Linked DNA regions of Sus scrofa: region 1 is linked to region 2. The links are chromatin contacts, called in public Hi-C maps. All regions are on one chromosome and are shown on one strand. The core of a region is the stretch at or near the end of the contact, and the rest is flanking DNA. Distances in the headings are between cores, read along the strand shown. Region 1 overlaps RUNX3 (runt-related transcription factor 3). Region 2 has its middle 40 kb from the start of CLIC4.

Region 1 (6,024 bases), core at 3,061-5,560, 170 kb after region 2:
TGGCCTTGGGGGTGGTGAGCCAGGGCTTAAGGCTTCACAAAACCCTGTGGTGGGGGCAGGGATCAGGCAGAGAGCGGGGTTGTTGGTGGTGCATATCTGGCAGTAACAAAAACTATTCTCAAGACCTTGTTCCCAGTGGCTCCATCAAATACCATGAACCCAAGAACTCCTAGAGACACTTGAACCTGAGGTTTGGGGCCCTGGATCCTTCCTGTGACTTTTATACTAGAGATGTCTTAGGGAACACTTAGTTCTTCCTCTGACCATTTTGCACAGGCTGCATACTCTTTTGCCTGGACTATTGCAGTAGCTGGTGAGCAGGGCTCTGCAGCCCCATGCGGTCCACACTCTACACCCCCCTGCAGTAGCCATGTGATTCCCTCGACACCCACCTGTCTGAATATGCCCCACCCCTCAGCAGCCATAGGACCACACCCTTCAGCCCTGGTCTGCTGGTTCCCTTATCCCCTCACTATCCCTCCTTCTTCCCTGTCCTCTCCAGCTTAGATGCACTCCTGTTCCCCAGGCCTCTGCCGGTGCAGGTCCCTCCACCCAGAGCCCTCTGGCTGCTTCTCTGCTGGTGAACTTATCATCTTCGCACCTTGTCTCATCCATGCCACATATCCCACGGGTCACCCCACCTGTCTCCCTGTCCCTCTGACCCTGTGAGCGCCCCCAGGGGCACAGCTGCCTGGCACCTGGGGGTGGGGCGGGCTGGGGACTCTGTCTGGGGAACCAGTGAATGATCTCTGGCCAAGGCCTCACAGACACCAGGCCCAAGGAGCCGACTGGGGTGTGCGGCCCAAATAGCTGCCACCCATTAGGACACCAATGAGGCCACAACTGTTTCCAGCAGGCGGCCTGGGCGCAAAGGAAGGGCAGCTCCAGACATCTGGCTCCTGGACTGCTCCCCTCCCCTCCACTTGAGGGGTTCCTCTGGGCCGGGCTCAGGGCAGGCTCATTCTGTGGGCGAATATAAATGTATAAAACAAACAGCATTTAGCTGCACAACTAAAAATAGGAAGCTTGGAATCCGGCAACCCCCCAACCCCCAGCTCCTCTAACTGCTGGACCACACAGGTGTGGATGCGGATGTGGGGGGATGTGGCCCCTCACCCCCTCCCAGCTCACCAGCCCTTGTGGGGAGGAATGGGGGGCACCCTGAGTTTCCATAAGGAACAGTTCATTCTTTCACTCTGGCTCCCCCGCCCCGTTTATTTGACAGCTCATTTCATTTACGACCCCAAAATGAACCGACCCACTGAAGTATGTTCCCTGCTCACGTGGTCAAGCCGGGTGTCTGGTGTGGCTAAGTGCTGTGCCCTGGGCCACGCTGGAGGGCCCGGCTGGCTGTGTTTATGGGGTGCAGTCTGGGGCGGGGAGGAGTGAGGCAGGTCTGGGGCCCTTCCCCATAACAGCACGGCTGACACTACATCAGGTCGGGCCCTCACAGCAGTCTCCTCAGCCCCTCACACTTGTCCCCTTGGATAGACGTCATTATCTGGGGCCTGTAAAACCCTGCCAGGATGTCCATCTCTCAGAATAAAAGCCAAAGCCAACCCCACCGCCAGAAGCCCAGCAGTCACAGGTCTGTCTGGGGCTACCAAGCACAAACCAGCACCCAGGAGACCCCCCACCCGCCGTCTGACGGCCGGGAGTCTCAAGGCCTGGACCACCCCTTTCACCCTCTGGCCTGGCCAGACACAGGCTATGGGGACTGGAGCGGGGCTGGTGAAACTGAAGGCCCTGCCCACATTGGACCAGCTCCTGGAGCCTCAAAATGGAATTCCAGAGTCTAAGAGCCAAATCCTAGACTTTAGAACAAAATGCCTCCTTACCCTGGACCGGGGCTGCAGCAGGTTGGGGGTGCTGGGCTAGGGGTGTCAACCCTTTCCTTCAAGCCCAGGAAACCCCTGTCCCAAATAGGGCCTTTAGGGATCATGGGGCCTGCGGTTCTGCTACATACCTGGCTCACAGTAGGTGCTCACATAATAGCTGGATGAAAAGGGAGGCTCAGAGAGGGACAGGGACCTCCCCCAGCCACACAGCTAAAGAAGGGAAGCAAACCCTTCTTCCACATTAAGATATTTTCCAGCCCCTTCCGAGATGAACGTCCTGAGGTTCGGAGGTTCTGTCCAATACCTAACCTGAATTCTGGCCACGGTAGACTCAAGCCCCTTCTCCCTCTTTTCTGGCTGAGAAGGTCCTCTCTCCCCACCTGCTGCCACCTGCAGGCTGATGTGGTTACTGCAGCACTGCCCCCACCAGCCCTCCAAATCTGCAGGAGCTCGGGCAAGACCTGGACCTAGCTGGCCTCGGGTTTTCCTTTGGGAAGCCGGGTGTGCTGGTCTGTGCCCGCTGGGGTGAAGGTGATGGAGCTTTGACTCAGGGGCTCTGGAGGCCACAGCTCTTCTATCAGCTGTGGCACCCAAGTGTGGCTGGTGGGGAGGAGCTGTGGCTCTTTCATCACCTCCATCGTCCCCTACAAAATGCCCCCAAATAAACACATGTACAGAAGCAAGAGTGCCTGCCTCGTCCCAGGCAGACGCCTCTCAAGAGCACAAGACCCAGAGTGAAATTCTGCGGCTCTGGCTGGGATAAGACGCTGTCAGCCCTGGGGCAGACGGGGTGCTGCGGGGCAGAGGGGGGCTGATTGGGGTTTAAGCGGGGGAAAAGGGGAACTTCCTGTTGGGTGTTGGGTTTCGGGCAGACCAACCTAACTGAATAGGGCAAAGTCTTGGGATTAGCTTTTGAAGTATTTTTCACTCAAAAATAAGGTGTTTTATGAAAATTTCTCTCCACAACTCGCCAATGGACAGGCATGCTGGGCCAGACCTCGTCGCTGGCAGGGTGGGGAGTAGAGCTGCCAAGCCAGGGCCCCCACCATCACACCCCCCGCCCCCATCACCAGCCGCAAACAATTCTGGGGAGATGGGGAGCCAGAAGACACCCCCTCTTTGCACCTTAGTCACCTCATCTGCAAGACTGAGGTGGCAGGGTGCTGTCGCAGCTGCTTGCTTTGCAGTTCTGATTGCTGATTGTTTATTCCAGCAAACAGGTCCCAGAAAGGGGCTCTTATCAAGGCTGCATTATGTTCCACCGGCCTGCCCCCTCCCCAGCTCAGAGCCTGGGGATGAGCAGGGAGACGTGCTCTGCCTGTTCCACTTCCTTGTGAAAAGTCACAGGCCACTTGTGAGGGGACGAGGGAGGGGGGCACCTTGAAGGCCCGTCTGATGCTTCTCTGGGGTTCCGGCCACGCCAGGAGGAGGCCTCACTGGCTGCACTTGCCCGGGGGGCGTGGTCTCTGTGGCCATTCCTGCTGGAGCTGGGGGCAGGGAAGCCAAGGCACTGGGGGTCCTCCAAAGCCGGGGGGCCAGTCCTGTCCCTGCCCCCAGGCCCCGCCCCATCCTTCCCTGGCCACCACGGGAGGGCCCCATCCTCTCCCACCCCCCACGCACACAGCCCCAGAAGTCTGGCATGGGGATCCTTCAACACATCTCAGCGTTATATTATTGTAATAAATCAGTCAAAATTCCATTTTACAGTTAAATAGTACGGAAGACAGACAGTTTACTGTACAAGCGAGTTGTGCATTAAAAACAAACACACCAAGCAAATTATAGTGCAAAGCAGTTTCTACCCCTTCCACCCTCTTCTCAGCTCTTTGGCGGTTTTACAGAAGTTCCGAGTGTAGCAGGTATGGACAATGCAGTATGACAATATGTCACAAAGGACCTATACCCACACCAAAGGCTTACGGTAATGTGGTCTCAAAACCCCGTTTCCTTGTGCTTCTACATCAGTGTGCTCGCCTCGTACGACTTAAAAAAACAGACTCAGCAAGGCTGCCATCACTTTTAGTCATGGAGTGTGTGTGTGGTGGTGGGGGGGGTGTCCCTGCCCCCAGCAGGAAGGGGTAGTCATCTGGGGAGGGGCGACAAAGTGCTGGGCACTGGGAACCCCAGGGTGCCTCCCCCACGGGCCTGGGGCCCGTCTAGAACCACAGAGAACAGGGGAGAAGTCACAGGCGGCAAGGGATGCGTAGCTGCTTCCTGAGAAAGGGTGGAGAGCCCTGCTGGCTGAAAGGAGTCTGCAGGGCACCCGCGGCAGCCGTTTGGAAGAGATGGAAACTTCTTGGTCCAGGGAGGGCGGGCTAAGAGCCACGGCAGCAGGAAGGGTTTGAGTAAGATCACCAGAAGGACTTCCAACGTGTCTCAGTGTGTACAAAGGGTGCTTATCTGGCTGGGAGGGCGCGGCCAGCCAAGGGCTCTTACAGGGACAACCACTAGCCTTCTGTGGGGAAATTTCCACATCCTCTGGGGATGTGGCTGAAGCAATGACTCAAAACCACATGGGCTGTCCAGTGCTCAGGAGAGCCTTCTTATCCTTTTCCGTGTACGCCTTTCTAGAACTGAGACACTCAGAAACGGGAATCTACGCAGCCTGAGCCCTTGGGCAGGGCCTGTGTGCCTACCTGGGAACTGAAGGGACAATACGTGACCTCTGAGCTCAGCGGGGGCTGGGCCGAGGCTGGCAAGGCCTTCACAGCTCTCGTGCTCCATCACGCAGCCGCCGCGCTCCAGCTCTCAGCCCTCCCACCTCCACGGGATGCGGGGGTTCACCTTGTCTCGGACCAATGTCCGAGGGCCTTAGGCGTGAGACCGCAGCGTCTCTCTCCGGTGTTGCCCCTGTTCGGGACCAGGGCCGGCCTTCGGTGGAAGCTGGTGGGCTGCTGCTGAATGAATGGGACCTCTGGACGAGACACTGGGATCCTGACAATTCCACACTCTCGGGGAGGAGGAGAGGCTGGTGGGGCCTTTCCCCGTAAGAGACTGTGTGTCTGAAAATGTGTGACCAGATTCTTTTTCTAAAATCAGCTTTAAAAACTGGTTCTTGTTTGAGGCTGCTTTGGGAGTAGACCGGTTAAAGTTGGAGAGCTGTGTGTCTGAGGCTGGGAGGTGTGTCTGGGCCTTCTCACGAGGCTGGGGGGATAGAGGGGGTGCACAGCTTGGCTGGGACTTAAGAGGGACAGGGAAGCTGACAGCTGACCTCATGACCCCTCACCCCAAGGCTTTCTGCTAGGACCTGTCTGGTCCCTGTGCTCTCTCCCCCAAAGGGACAATTTTGGGACCAATCTAGGGGGAAAGGGACCCTTCCTGGCTCCCCCGAGAGAACAGAGGGTGAAAGCCTCAGGCTGGTAAAGTGCATGGAGGACCCGTCTGCAGGTACCTGCCCTGGTTTTAGGGACCTGCTGCCACAGGATAGTCTGCTCTGGGGCCTGGGACCCACGGACAGCTGGGATGGGGTTGGGGCCTCCTAGCTGCTAGGAGTTGTGGGGAAGCAGAGCTGGGGGCAGGGGGATGTGGACTTGGGGGTGTTCTTGTCCCACCTCTGCTGGCAATTCCCTGGGGCCTCTGGATGGGTCCCTTCCCCATCCATACCGCGAGGCAGCCCCTCTCAGGGCTGGGGGACCTGCCAGTTGTGACTCAATTTGTGTAAATGCGGAGGGAGGGCTGGGCCCAGGGGTTCGGGGTCTCTGAGGAAGGTGGGGGGTGGGAGGTCTTTCTAGGGGCCCATAGGTAAGAGGCCAAACCTCTTATGTGGGCAAAGGCCACTTCTCTCTGGAACAGAGATGCTCTCTGTTCCAGGAGGCCTGGGCCCTGTGACAGCAGTGACATAGCTGGGGACAGCCAGGTCATTCCAGGGGTGCTGGCAGGAGGAGGCTACTTCTCCCCCAGGGATGTGAGATGAGATGAGTAGGGTCTGGGCTGGGGGCAGGGTCCTGGGGGAGGCCCCTACCCCTCTGTACAAAGACACGGCTGGACCAGACGCTCCCAGAGTTAGCCACACGCCCTGGGTCCCAGGACCATGAACCCTGGGCCCAGGACTGCTCTGGAGCATAAGTCCCACTCCTGCCCTGAGCCCCGGAGCTGGGCCTGCTGCGTGTCCAGAAGGTTCTTGGGGGTCCCTGCCACCCGCGGGAGCAGTCCACTTTGGCCCGGGTGGTCAGTAGGGCCGCCACAC
Region 2 (5,480 bases), core at 2,504-5,003:
AGAGATGCTTGTTTTTCTTCATCCCGGAGCAGGAGCTGGGGTTGGAAGGCCGACCAGGGTGCGCCAAGTGTCCCAGAGTGGCTGTTTTCAACCTTGGCGTGCATGAAAGCCCCTGGGAAGGAAGAGGCAGGGCGGGAGGAAAGGCCAGAGCCCCAGGTTCTTATCTAGAACTTCCCTCCACGGGAAGAGAAACTCCGGACTGCCACCACCAAGTTCCAAGCATTCCAGCCGGCTCAGCGGGAGGAAGCCTGTCATCGCCTGACCTTGCAGCAGCCCTAGAGGGGCCGGGGCGGGGGGGGGGGGGGGTTGGCAGTAATCCTCTCTCCCAGCCTCTGTCCCTGCCCTGCCCTGGTCTCACTGTCCAGGGCATGGCCCGAGGCCCAGCCCCCAGGCCTGTCCTACCAACAGGCCAACCATACCAGGGGGCGGCTTTCGAGAGTGACTGGGACTTGGAATCGGGGCTCCCAGGCTCTGGTTCTGGTTTCCTCTCTGGACCTCAGGGTCTCCTCTGTGAAACAGGGACATCAGTGAAGGTCGCCAGTAAACGGCAGTTCTGGGATGGGACAGATGTGCCTGTCCTGGGGTCAAGCAAGAGCCACCTGCTGCACACGTCACGGAGTGCTCCCTGCTTCTGCTTCCTGGGCTGCCGGAGAAACACACACACATGCTGCCCTCTTGGTTGGCGGTCAACAGCACTCTGGCCCAGGAAGTCCAGGTTCAAGCCATCTTTGTAATTTTGTGTCTGATTCTTCTTGAATTCTTGCTCCCAGTTGGGCTGCAAGGTCCTCAAGGATGAGAGACTGGGTGTTTCTGTGTGCCAAAGGGAGTTAAGGATCTGGTGTTGTCACTGCAGCAGCTCAGGTCACTGCTGTGGCTCGGGTTTAATCCCTGGCCCAGAAACTTCCATATACCGAGGACAAAGAAGGATGAGAGGGAGTTCCCATTGTGGCTCAGGGAATTAAAAACCCAACTAGGCAGTTCCCGTCTTGGTGCAGCAGAAACAATCCAACTAGGAACCATGAGGTTGCGGGTTCAATCCCTGACCTCGCTCAATGGGTTAAGGATCTGGCATTGCTGTGAGCTGTGGTGTAGGTCCCAGAGGTGGCTCGGATCCTGTGTTGCTATAGCTGTGGCATAGGCCAGCAGCTGTAGCTCCAATTAGACCCCTAGCCTGGGAACCTCCATATGCCTCGGGTGCAGCCCTAAAAAGACCAAAAACAAACAAACAAAAAAAACCCCAAAAAACCCCAAAACACCCAACTACTATCCACAAGGATGCAGATTTGATCCCTCGCCTCACTCAGTGGATTAAGGATCTGTCACTGCTGTGAACTGTGGTGTAGGTCACAGACATGCCCTAGATCCCTCGTTGCTGTGGCTGTGGTGCAGGCTGGAAGCTACAGCTCTGATTTGACCCCTAGCCTGGGAATTTCCATATGCTGCTGGTGTGGCCCTAAAAAGAAAAAAAAAAAAATTTTTTTTTAATGTTTTCGGTCTTTTGTCTTTTTAGGGCTGGATCCTTAACCCACTGAGCGAGGCCAGAGATCAAACCCGCAACCTCATAGTTCCTAGTCGGATTCATTTCCGATGTGCCACGACGGGAGCTCCCCAAGAAAGAGAAAAATTAAAAAAAGATCGAGAAACCAGGAGTCTGGGGCCTGTTTACTTCTGTGTTCCCTTCTGAGCCTAATATAGGATCCAGCAGACTGAACTGCAGACCTGTTTACTGACTGCACTGCTGGGCCATCCTTGAGTCCTTTGATGAGCTGTCACTCCACTCCCAGTGCCAGTTGGAAAGTGTTCTGGCCACACAGGGGGAATCTTACCTTCTGCCCACGGCTCCACCCCGCTCAGACGGTGTGACTTAACACAGGGCCCTTCCTCTCTCCCAGGTGGGCACCAAAGCGCCAAGTGAAGGGAGCAGTGGAGATTCCTGGCTGGTGGGGCTCGGCCAAGGGCATGAGCTGGTACTCCAGCCTTCGCCCCACCCCCGGAGCCGCTCTGTCCTTTTTTTTTTTCCCCCTGCACCCACAGCATGTGGAAGTTCCTAGGCCAGGGATGGAAACCATGCCACAGCAGTGACCAGAGCCCCTGCAGTGACAATGCCAAATCCATAACCCACGGCAACACCAGGGAACTCTCGTCCTTCATTTTTAACTTTTACACATTGGGCTTCCATGCGAGGTTTCTCTTTTGTTTTTAAGGCTTTCCTGAGGCAAAAGTGATACACACTAAACTGGTGTATTTAAAGTGTATGATTTGATACGTTTTGACACATACACACACACACATGCGCACACACACTTGGGAAACCAGCTACAATCAAGAGAGGGAACATATCCATTACCCTCAAGAACTCCTTGGAGTTCCCTTCATGACTCAGCAGAAATGAATCTGACTAGCATCCATGAGGACACAGGTTCGAGCCCTGGCCTCACTCAGTGGGTTAAGGATCTGGCATGTAAATCGCAGATGCAGCTGGGATCTGGCGTTGCTGTGGCTGTGGTGTAGGCCGGCAGCTGTAGCTCTGATTTGACCCCTAGCCTGGGAACCTCCATATGCCGAGGGTACAGCCCTAAAAAATTTTTTAAAAGAAACCTCTCCTGCCCCTTTCTAATTCCCCCATTGCCTAGGAGCCACACACTAGCTGGCGTGTTTTTTTTTTTCTCTTTTTTTTAATTACTCAATGAATTTATTACATTTATAGTTGTACAATGATCACCACAATCCAGTTTTACGGTATTTCCACCCCGTACCCCCAGTGCATCCCCCCACTTCCCAACCTCTCTCCTTTGGAAACCATAATTTTTTCGAAGTCTGTGAGTCAGTATCTGTTCCACAAAGAAGTTCATTGTGTCCTTTTTTCAGATTCCCCATGTAAGTGATAACGTTTGATGTTGGTGTCTCATTGTCTGACTTCACTTAGCATGATAATTTCTAGGTCCATCCATGTTGTTAAAAATGCCGTTGTTTCGTTCCTTTTAATGGCTGAGTAATATTCCATTGTGTATATATATGTACCCAGTTGCAGTTTTCTAGATTTTTTTTTTTATGTAAACAAACCCATACAGTATGTACTGATTTGTGTTGGCTTCTTTCATTCAGCACAATTGTTTTGAGATTCACCTGTGTTGGCACGTGTATGAATAGCCCATTCCTTTCTAATGCTGCCTGTGTCGTGCTATACGGATGCACCATATTTCGTTTACCCACTGACTTGTTGGTGGGCACTTGGGTAGTTTCCCACTTGCAGCTATTACAAATGAATGTTCCTGCTGTGAACACTCCTTCTCACAAGATTTTATCTGAAAAAGTTGCACGGTTAAAAAAAAAAAAAAAAAGCGAGAGTTCCCTGGTGGCTCAGTGGGTTTAAGATCCAGCAGTGTCACGGCAGTGGCTTGGGTTGCCGCTGTGGCGCAGGTTCAATCCCTGGCCCGGGAACTTCTGTATGCTGTGAGCATGGAAAAGAAGAAGAAGGGGGAGGGGGAGGAGGAGGAGAAAAAGAAGCCGCATAACATGATCTCCAAAGTCACGGGCTTTTAAGGACAGGAAAGCTGTCGTGGGGAGTCATGTTCTAAGGGAAGTGCCATTTTCGAGATCCTGTGGGTGCCAAGCAGCTGACCGCATGGACTCATTCCAGCCCAGCATGTCTGGGACGCAGGTGCCATTGTTTCTCCCAGTTTACAGACAAAACAGCTGAGCCATAGAGGTGTCTGATGACACACATCGAGCCTATGGCAGAGCCGTGACTCAGCCCCAGGGTCTGATGGCCTCTGGGAAGAGAACCAGCACTGGTTCTTTTGCTTACTTTGACTCACTGAGTGGTTGGGATGGATATTTGCGTTGTATCCTCATGCTGGGCTCACTGGGGACACCCAGTCGAGCCTGGAAGGCACAGTGGGGAGGGGTGCAGAGCAGCAGCAGGAAGTGAGTTCGCCATGGTCCTGAGGGGCACCGGGCCGGGCAGAGGCAGGCAGGCAGGAGCCCCTTGTTGTGCAGAGGCGGCTGGACCCTCCACGTGTGTTCTCTCCTGTAACGTTCACAGTAATCCTGTGACATGGAAGATTATCTCCATTTTATTTTATTTTTTTATTTTTATTATTTTATGGCCACACCCACAGCAAACAGAAGTTCTAGGGACTGAATCCAAGTTGCAGCTTCAACCTACACCAAAGCTGCACCTACACCGGATCCTTAAGCCACTGCGCTGGGGATCAAACCCAAGCCTCTGAAGCCACTCAAGCCACTGCGGTTGGGTTCTTAACCCACTGTGCCACAGTGGGAACTCCTCCATTTTATAGATGAGAAAACTGAGGGTCAGGAGAATCTGTCAGTCAGGCTTCTGTCGGCGTCAAGTAATAGAAAAGCCAACTGAAAGTGGCTTAAGCCATAAATACATTCACCTGACAAAACCCCCAAAGTGCCAGATGTTATCTGGGGTCCCCAGAACCCAGGCTCCTTCCCTCACTGTAGGCTTCATCCTCTGTGCTGGGCTCATCCCTCCCTCGCAGCCCCCAGAACGGTGGCAACAGTTTCAGGGGTCACAAGCCAACAATGGCATCTGCAGCCACCCAGAGAACTCTCTCCCCAGTCACCCCCCCCACCTTTTTTTTTTTTTTTTTTTCAGCTGAGCCCAAGGCATGTAGAAGTTCCCCAGCTGGGGATGGAACCCGTGCCACAGCAGTGACAAGGTCGGTCCTTAACCCACTGCGGCCGGGAGAGAACACCCTTTTTATTTTTTCTGTCACCCCTTTTAAGAGGGAAGAGTCCCACCTGGCAGCTCTCAGCAGACTCCCCCTCACTTCTCAAGGGCCAGAATTGCCTAAGCTAATCCTCCAATCAGGAGCCACCTTTTGGGTGGGGTCCCGGAGGTGGGTGCTGACCGGAGGGTCTGGTCCTGAGGAAGTAAGGGTCTGCCTCAGAGAAGGGACTTGCTCAAGGATGCAGGTGGTTGGAGGCGGAGCCGAGCCCTAAAACCCAGAGGTGCTCCACCCTGCCTGTTAACCTTCCAAGATTTTATTATCCTCCTTCCACAGGAGAGGAAATAGAGGCTCCTGTTGTAGAAACCAGGCACTTCCCAGCCCCGCTGCTCCATTAGCACAGTCCATGCCAGTGGTGTATTATCCCACCACCTACGAGGTAAGATGCTATCCTTACACCCATTTTACAGAGGGAGACACAGAGGCACAGAGAATAAGATGCTTGCCTAAGGTCACACCGCCAGAAAGTGGTGATCCTGGTATTTGAACCCTGCCTGGTATTCCAGAAGCCCGCCACACACAAAGGTCAAAGGTGGGGCAGGGGGAAGGGTCAGGTAGGCAAGTCAGAGGGCAGGTGGGATGGCCTCCAGGGAGAGCTGAGCAGTCACAGGCGAATGCTGGCTGCTTGGAAAGCCCAGTGGCCGGAACCCAGCTGGGGCCAGGCCAGCTGGCAGGCCAAGCCCAATCTGCAACATGAGCCCAGGAGCTGTCACTGTCCAC

What was found. A called contact is a pair of places that touch in the nucleus more often than the background predicts.
Region 1: a Hi-C map of embryonic fibroblasts shows a contact between it and region 2, with 2.3 times the contacts expected there. The contact joins two enhancer-like sites. A contact is called at or near these places in 13 of 47 Hi-C or Micro-C datasets (alveolar macrophages, embryonic fibroblasts, fetal liver and 7 more) and 2 of 2 datasets of contacts at active chromatin or transcription factors (alveolar macrophages and skeletal muscle).

The regions. Positions count from the first base shown.
Region 1 is chr6:82,527,716-82,533,739 of Sscrofa11.1, forward strand. RUNX3 (runt-related transcription factor 3) reads right to left here. Exons shown (of 6, transcript XM_021095592.1): 6 at 3,488-6,024. The coding sequence ends at 6,007. Among named protein-coding and RNA genes, the nearest start is that of RUNX3, 64 kb to the right of the region's middle. Within about 2 kb of position 4,311, at least 21 of the 83 cell types and tissues checked have an H3K27ac peak or open chromatin away from gene starts, as enhancers often do. A contact at or near this core is called in embryonic fibroblasts, where this site is marked.
Region 2 is chr6:82,358,483-82,363,962 of Sscrofa11.1, forward strand. No RefSeq gene overlaps it. Among named protein-coding and RNA genes, the nearest start is that of CLIC4, 40 kb to the right of the region's middle. Within about 2 kb of position 3,754, at least 14 of the 83 cell types and tissues checked have an H3K27ac peak or open chromatin away from gene starts, as enhancers often do. A contact at or near this core is called in embryonic fibroblasts, where this site is marked.